Regions from separate parts of the Sus scrofa genome. Here region 1 is linked to region 2. A link is a contact called in public Hi-C data. All regions are on one chromosome and are shown on one strand. The core of a region is the stretch at or near the end of the contact, and the rest is flanking DNA. Distances in the headings are between cores, read along the strand shown. Region 1 holds the start of NDRG3 (protein NDRG3). Region 2 holds the start of C17H20orf24.

Region 1 (3,563 bases), core at 502-3,001, 120 kb before region 2:
GGAAGTGAGGGAATGCTGAAGAAAAGGAAAAGCAATCATGAAACAATAGTTCAGGAGTTCATACTGTGGTGCAGTGAGATATCTCTGCAGCACCAGGATGCAGGTTCAATACCTGGCCCAGCACAGTGGGTTAAAGGATCAGGCATTGCTGCAGGTGTGGCATAGGTTGCAACTGCAGCTGGGATCTGATCCCTGGCCCTGGAATTCCATAAACCATGGGAGAGCCAAAATAGAAAATACATAAATAAATAAAGAAGTAGAAAAGAAAAGAAACAACAGTTTAGTGATAAAACAGAGTCCCAGTTCCTTCTCAAGGGCTACACATAACAATCTGACACCTGTCTTAGAGTTGTTATGCAGAAACAAAGACACCCCACCCCCACCCTGTGGCAGAAGTGACTACGTGCTGACCGCAAGTATGTAGACCCCAGACTGGTTGGAACCAGAGGGTTGATGATTAAGTTTCCTGAAACACCACTTTGTTACCTGACCACCAACCAGTCAGAAGAAAGTTGGGACCTCACTCCAAACATTGCCTTTAAAAATCTGTTCCCTGAAAGCCACTGGGGCCTTTTGAATACAATCTGACTTTCTTGCTCCATCCTGCAAGAAATCTTTCTCTGCTCCAAATTCTGGTCTATTACTTTGTTTGGCCTCACTGTGAGTGAGAAACATGGACTTGGATTTGACAACAGGCTCAGTGCTTTCTGGTGCAACATGTTGTCATTCATAGTATGTATTTTGTTCATGTCCTCCACCCACAAACTTAATGCCTTTTCGGTCTTTTTTTTTTTTTTTTTCCTGCATCTGCAGCATGTGGAAGTTCCAGGGACCAGGGATCATCAAACCTGAGCGAAAGCAGAGACCTGAGCCAGTACAGTGACAACACTGGGTCCTTAACTGTCTGGGCCTCCAGGGGAACTCTCTGCCTTTTCACTCTTAACCAAAAACTTTTTTTTTTTTTTTTTTTTGTCTTCTTTCCTTTTTCTAGGGCTGCTCCCGTGGCAAATGAAGTTTCCCAGGCTAGGGGTCTAATCGGAGCTGCAGCCACCAGCCTACACCAGAGCCACAGCAACACCAGATCCAGCGGCATCTGCAGCCTACACCACAGCTCACAGCAATGCTGGATCCTTAACCCATGAGCAAGGCCAGGGATCGAACCTGCAACCTCATGGTTCCTAGTCAGATTTGTTAACCACAGAGCCACGACGGGAACTCCAACCAAGCATTTTTATGTGCATCATGGCTCTAACTATTGCAGTTTGCACACATTTTTTTCCCTTATTTACAATTTCGCGATTAGAAAACTCATGGCAGATCTTAGTAACCTCATCAAACAATTTCCTTTCCTAATTGATAACTTTGACCTTTTTATTTAAAGGAAGACCTTTATGGCTTCGCTTTGGCTTATCCAAAACCAACAATTCTACTTTTGCACTTTGGGGTCCTTATAAAGTAAAATAAGGATTAGCTGAACACAAACACTGCAGTAACCAATTGATTTAATAACAGAGGCGGCCACTAAGTGATTAAGGAGCAGGTGCCATATATAAGGAACGTGTATTATGCTGAACCAAGAGATCATTTACTTGCTCAGGTGGGAGGGAGCTGAGATTTCATCACATTTCTCAGAACAGCACAGTATTTTAAAACTTACGAACTACTAGTTTACTTTCCATGCAATACTTTCAGATCGAAGTTGGCCAGGAGGAATTGAAACCACGAACAAGAACGGCAATTATTCTACCTTGAAGATGGCGCCAGCTCAGGCACCATCTTCGTAGTTCCCCGGGCGGGCATAATGCTCATGCGCCGCCAGGCCCACTCAGTGCGCCTGCGCGCCGCGGAGCTTTTCCCCCGCCCAACTCGCGCCGCCGGGGCTGCTGAGCTGACGGCGGCTGCCGGAGCCTCAGGTGAGTGAACGCCTCAGCCCGGCTGGCGCGGGGGGAGGGGGTCAAGCCGTGCTACCGCGGGGTCGTTGCTTCCCTTGCCTTCTCTTTCCCAATCTCATCTTCCCAGAGCGGCCGGGCACCAGTCAGCGCTGCCAGCCTCCTCCGGGTGCTAGGGCTCCCTCCGCCCTCCTCGCCTGAGGGCTCCGGGGCAATCTGGCCTCTCTCGGTCGCTCTCCACCTGGGCGGTGGGGGCCCGCGGCAAACCCGCCGTCTACAGCGTGCAGGCGGCAGCGGCCGCACCTCTCGGTGCCCAGGACCTCAGTTTCAGGGACCCGCCGCAGACGCGACCCCTTTTCCTGCAGGCGGTGGAGCTCGGTGGGCCTCGGGGTCGGGCATTCGTCTACCCCGTCCGCCCGGGAGCCGGGGGGCTTGGAAGATGGGCCGTGAACTACCCTTGCATCCGGGGTGTGGGGGGGTTGTTGGAGGGTCTTGGTGCCCTAAAGAATACCCTCTGGCTGGACCCCCGCGACTACCATGCGAGGGAGGGGCTTCTTAGCCCCACTTTAGAGATGAGGAAACTGAGGCACAGAGAGGTGAGGTGCCCTGCCCAAGGTCACGCGCCAGACGAGAGGCTGGAATGGCTCTTGAACTCAGGGTCTGGGGCTCTCAGGCCAGCGCGGTTGGAATTGGATCTTGTACCTTTAAAACAATTTGAAATACACCTGCATCTCTGGAGTTGCTTCTTCAACGTCATAAAAGTAGGCTGCAAAAACAGTATTTTCTTGTGGTTAGAGTACAATTGAGTTGTTAGTGTAATAATAGTAATAGCGATATTATTAATAACTCACGTTCATCCAGCGCTTGCTGTGTGCCAGGGACCTTGCTAAACATTTTAAGATTATCTCAGTACCTTAGCGCTTCGCCATCTGATGCGTCCTTCTTTTTATGCAGCCTTTTTTCTGCAGAGCTAGTCTTCCTGTCACAGGTAGACTAGGAGCTTCATGGCTTAGGAGGCAAGAAAGCTCTCTCACGGTGGCTTACTGGCAGAACAGGGGTAAGCCTTGTCTGTCTGCATCCAGATTTTGTCCCCGGAGGATATTATTGGCTTTGCTTTTCTGGCTGCCGGGAGACCAACACTGGGATAGCTGGGATGGTTGAATTTGGAGGTGACAGAGCAAATCTAGTGAGCACTCCCCTTATCCTGGGGCTTTCTGGCTTTGTTCCAATGCTAGGCTTGAACATCTCATTTAAAATAAAGTAAAAAGGGAAAGAGAGCATTGACAAAGTAGTGCTGGATAAAAGAAGCCTCACTGATTTAAAGTCCCAAAGGGACAGCTATAAAAATATGTGAATGTTTCTTCCCCAGAATACTAGCACAAACTGGTGCCCCACCCCCCGCCCCTGCAAATCCTCCTACACAGTTCAAAGGCACCTTTTCTGTGAAGCCTTCCTTGCTTGATTTTCTCAATTAGAATCACACACACACTTGCCCTTAGTGTTACCCTTAGGACCATTAGCCCCTTGAGGTCAGGGACCATCTTTGCAGCCCCAGTTGCTTGGCTCATAGTAGGCCCTTGGTAAAGACTCAGTGAATTTCCACTGCTCCTTTTCATTGCTTAAAGAGTGATGTTTTCCTGCTGCCCTTCAATTTCTCTTTGCTGTCCTTCTCTT
Region 2 (3,993 bases), core at 1,016-3,515:
CCACCAGCCTACACCAGAGCCACAGCAACTAGGGATCCGAGCCGCGTCTGCAACCTACACCACAGCTCACAGCAACGCCGGATCGTTAACCCACTGAGCAAGGGCAGGGACTGAACCCGCAACCTCATGGTTCCTAGTCGGATTCGTTAACCACTGCGCCACGACGGGAACTCCTCCACATCTTTTTATACTAAAATGTAGTTTAAAAAAAAAAAAAGATATATTGGACTTCCCTTGTGGCTCACCAGGTTAAGGATCCAGCATTGTCACTGCAGTGGCTCAGGTAACTGCTGTGGCAAGGGTTCAATCCCTGGCACAGGAATTTTCACATGCCATGGGCACAAACAATCAAAAATGACATATATTTAGTTACCCTAAGTGATGGCTTCCAGGGCATGTGCTCTGAATAAAAATTTTAGAAAAATCATTTATCCTTTTTTAGAAGCTGTAAAAATGAAAGTGTGATAGTAACTGAGCTACCCGTCATAAATAACTCTTATTATGTCACCTGGGGAGACCTGGACAGACTCCACAGGCAGAAGGGTTAACTGTTAACCAATTCAGCATCACCTTCCCACAAACTACATTCTGAGTAAGTCACAAAGAAGAGAACAGATTAGAAACAAAAGTGCTGGAAGCAGGTCTAATTTTTTAAAAAAATTTTAAGTTTTTTTTTGTTTGTTTGTTTTTTACTTTTTAGGGCTGCACCCATGGCATTTGGAAGTTTCCAGGCTAGGGGTCTAATTAGAGCTACACCCGCTGGCCTACACCACAGCTCACAGAAATGCCAGATCCAGGACCCACTGAGCGAGGCTAGGGATCAAACCCAAGTCCTCATAGAAACTTGATGGATTCACTTCCTCTGAGCCACAAAAGTAACTCCAGCATATCTAATTTTTTATGTAAGAACATGGAAGTCTCAGGCTTCTGACCTGCCCTAGACTGCAGAAATGTGTCCTTATACAAAGAAAGAAAGAAATGACACAGCAAAGTAGAAAGTTTTTACAGAGAGCTCAGCAGACTGGGGACAGGAAGAGGGACCTTCAGGAAGTGCCTCCCAACCCTGCCCCTCTTCCAGAAATACCTACCTCTGCAGTCCAAAAAAACTAGGGAAAGAATGCAAACACAACATTCTTTTCAGGATAATGGGAATCAAGTTGTTTCTGATGGTTCCTTCTACACCAGGGAGCAGAGCTGGGGAAGTGTTTACACTCAGATCTTACGAATGTATTTGATCAGTAAAGACATTGCGAAGTCTCCCAAACATTTCTCACATACATGCGGTGGTTTCTCCTCCACCCTCCCTCCCTCTCTCTCACAAACACACTCAACCCCTGAAAGCTCTCAGTCTCCCCTCTCAACTCTTCACCCTTATTTAAGTGGACGGTTTTTTCAGTAAGCAGTGGCAGCTCCTCTTTAGTACGCTTCACTGTGCTAAAGCTGTAAGGCACCACAGCACCCCATCTCAGTTGTTCTGAGACGTGAATGAGATGATGCAGAGTGCGCCTGACACACAGCAAGTATTCAGTAGAAGTCTGTTACTGTTCGTGCTAACGACGGTAGCAAGTAGTTAATTTGGAGAAGATAAGTCACTTACTCAAGATCCTACTGGGAGTAAAATGCGGAGATCTAATCGAACTCAGCTCATTCCCACTGCTCAGGCACACGACCTGCCCGAGGAGGTGGGACCGGGGGCAACTCCTCCGGCCCCTCCTTGCTGACCCAGCAGACTTCACCCTTAGATCACTCCGTGGTGAGCCCGGAGCCCAGCCGTCAGGCTCGGGTCCGCCAAGTTCGACCAGACACCCTTGGGCCACATGCCCCACCACTCTACTGCGTCCGGACCGGGCAGGTGCAGGCTCGGGCCTGTCCATTCGTCCCCGAGTCCCAGCTGACTATTCGAACGTGCGCCCTCGCCAGGCCCCACCGCACCTTGTCCTCCCAGGCCGCGTCGCTCCGCAGCACTTTGCTCCAGACAGAGACTTTGAGGGCCCCGTTGGCCAGCTGCGGCTGAGGCGGCTCCTCCTTCCGCCGCCCGCCGCTCATCCTCCCGTCGCGCCGCCCGGGCCGGGCCTGGGGCGCGCGGGCCGATCTAAAAGGGGTCGGGGTCTGGAGTCACGGGTCACGGGGCGCCGGGCGGTGGTGGTGGCACTCAGCGGACGTGTTCGGCGGCGCGCCTGCGGCTGCCCGCACCTAACCAGGCAGCCCGGCTCTGCTCTCTCGGCCGAGACCAGGAGGTCGGTGGGCGGAGCAACGCAGCACCGCGCGTCCTCCCGCCGACGTGCCCACGCAGCCAATACACGGCCGCGCAGCCGTAGAGCGAAAGAGGAGGGGCTATCGCTTCGGCGCAAGCGCCCTACGCGCGGCAGTCATGACAAATTTCCGCCAGCAGCGCGGTAGAGGGAGAAGGAAGGGACACTCTTGGTGGGGACGGCGACACGAGCGCAAGGAGGCGCTATGGAGACGGAGGAATGGCGTCTGAGGCGAAAGCGGAGATTGGACATGAGGCTCACCCAATCCACTTTAGCTTGACCCCAGGAGCAGCAGGACAGAACGCAGCCCTTCATTCCCCAAGGCGCTTTTTAAAGCCCAAACCTTGCTTCCCTGGAGCCACAAATTGCTTTTCTGGATTTAAGCCCTTGCTTTTTTTCCCTCCTAACCGTGCAAGTCCTATAGGACTTTGTTCGGGAAGTTAACTCAGAAATTTTTCTGTAATAAGTTGGGGTCTCCTCATGCCTAGCACCCTCTTTTGGACCGTCTTTTGGCAAATGTATGCCTTGAGATCCAAAGAGGGGAAATGATTTTCTGAAACTGTGTATAGCATGTTGGAACCAGCTGCAGAGGAGCAAGTGGAAAGAGTATTTTATTAGGTATCAGCATATTTGAGTATTCATCTACTGTGTCCTCGCTATGGACTTGGTTAGATGTTCACAAAGTGTTTTTCTGGAGCAGCAGCAGCTGCATCGCCTGGGAACTTGATTAGAGATTCAAATTATCAGACCTCAGAGTTCCCGTCTTGGCTCAGCGGGTTAAGAACCCTACCAGTGCCTAGAAGGATGTGAGTTGGATTCTTGGCCTCGCGCTGTGGGTTGAAGGTCCGTCCTTGCTGCAAATTCAGGCATAGGTCACAGATGTGGCTCGGATTCAGTGTGACTGTGGCTGTGGCCGGCTTCTGCAGCTCTGATTCAACCCCTAACCCAGGAACTTCCATATGCTGTGGGTGCAGCCCAAAATGAAGGAAAACAAAACAAAGCAAAACATTCTCAGACTCCATCCCGGACCTACTAATTGGAAATTCTGGGGCAGAGTGCACAATCGGCATTTCAATAAGTCCACCAGGTGGTGCCATGCTTGCTGTGCTGTGTAACAAGGCACTTCATTCCAGTGAGGTGGGTATATAGAATCAAAGTAACTTGCTCAACTAATATCTGGGTCTGTCTGACTTCAAAATCTGCACATGTACCCTTTTTGTGGTTTTTTGTTTATTTCTTTTTAGGGCCAGACCCGCAGCATTTGGAAGTTTGAGGGCCAGGGATTGAAACTGAACTGCAGCTGCGACTTGAGCTTCAGCTGTGGCAAAGGACAGATCCTTTAACCCACTGTGCTGGACCAGGAATCAAACTTGAACCTCTGCAGCGACCCTAGCCACTGCAGTGGGATTCTTAACTCACTGCATCACAGCGGGAACTCTAAAATCTGCATTCTCAACCTTAGATTTTTTTTTTTTTTTTTTTCTTTTTAGGGCTGCACCCAAGGCATATGGAGGTTCCCAGGCTGGGGGTTGAGTAGGAGCTACAGCTGCCAGCCTACACCACAGCAACTTGGGATCTGAGCCTCATCTGCACCCTGCACCATGCTGGATCCTTTACCCACTTAGCAAGGCCAGGGATCGAACCCGAAACCTCATGGTTTCCAGTCCAATTCGTTTCTGCTGCACCGCAACGGGAACTCTTGTTTTGTTTTATTTTATTTTATTTTATTTTTAGGCTTTAA

Evidence for each region. Hi-C and Micro-C count contacts between places; a contact is called where the count stands out from the background.
Region 1: a contact with region 2 is called in a Hi-C map of liver, with 4 times the contacts expected there. The contact joins the promoter of NDRG3 here to the promoter of C17H20orf24 in region 2. A contact is called at or near these places in 1 of 5 promoter capture datasets (fetal liver), 4 of 47 Hi-C or Micro-C datasets (embryonic fibroblasts, fetal skeletal muscle and liver) and 1 of 2 datasets of contacts at active chromatin or transcription factors (alveolar macrophages).

The regions. Positions count from the first base shown.
Region 1 is chr17:39,985,942-39,989,504 of Sscrofa11.1, reverse strand. NDRG3 (protein NDRG3) reads left to right here and starts at 1,751. Exons shown (of 16, transcript XM_021077356.1): 1 at 1,751-1,913.
Region 2 is chr17:39,867,121-39,871,113 of Sscrofa11.1, reverse strand. C17H20orf24 reads right to left here and starts at 2,265. Exons shown (of 4, transcript XM_021077901.1): 1 at 1,933-2,265. The coding sequence starts at 2,046. It overlaps LOC110257439 (a long non-coding RNA gene), which reads left to right and starts at 2,334. Exons shown (of 4, transcript XR_002340025.1): 1 at 2,334-3,389.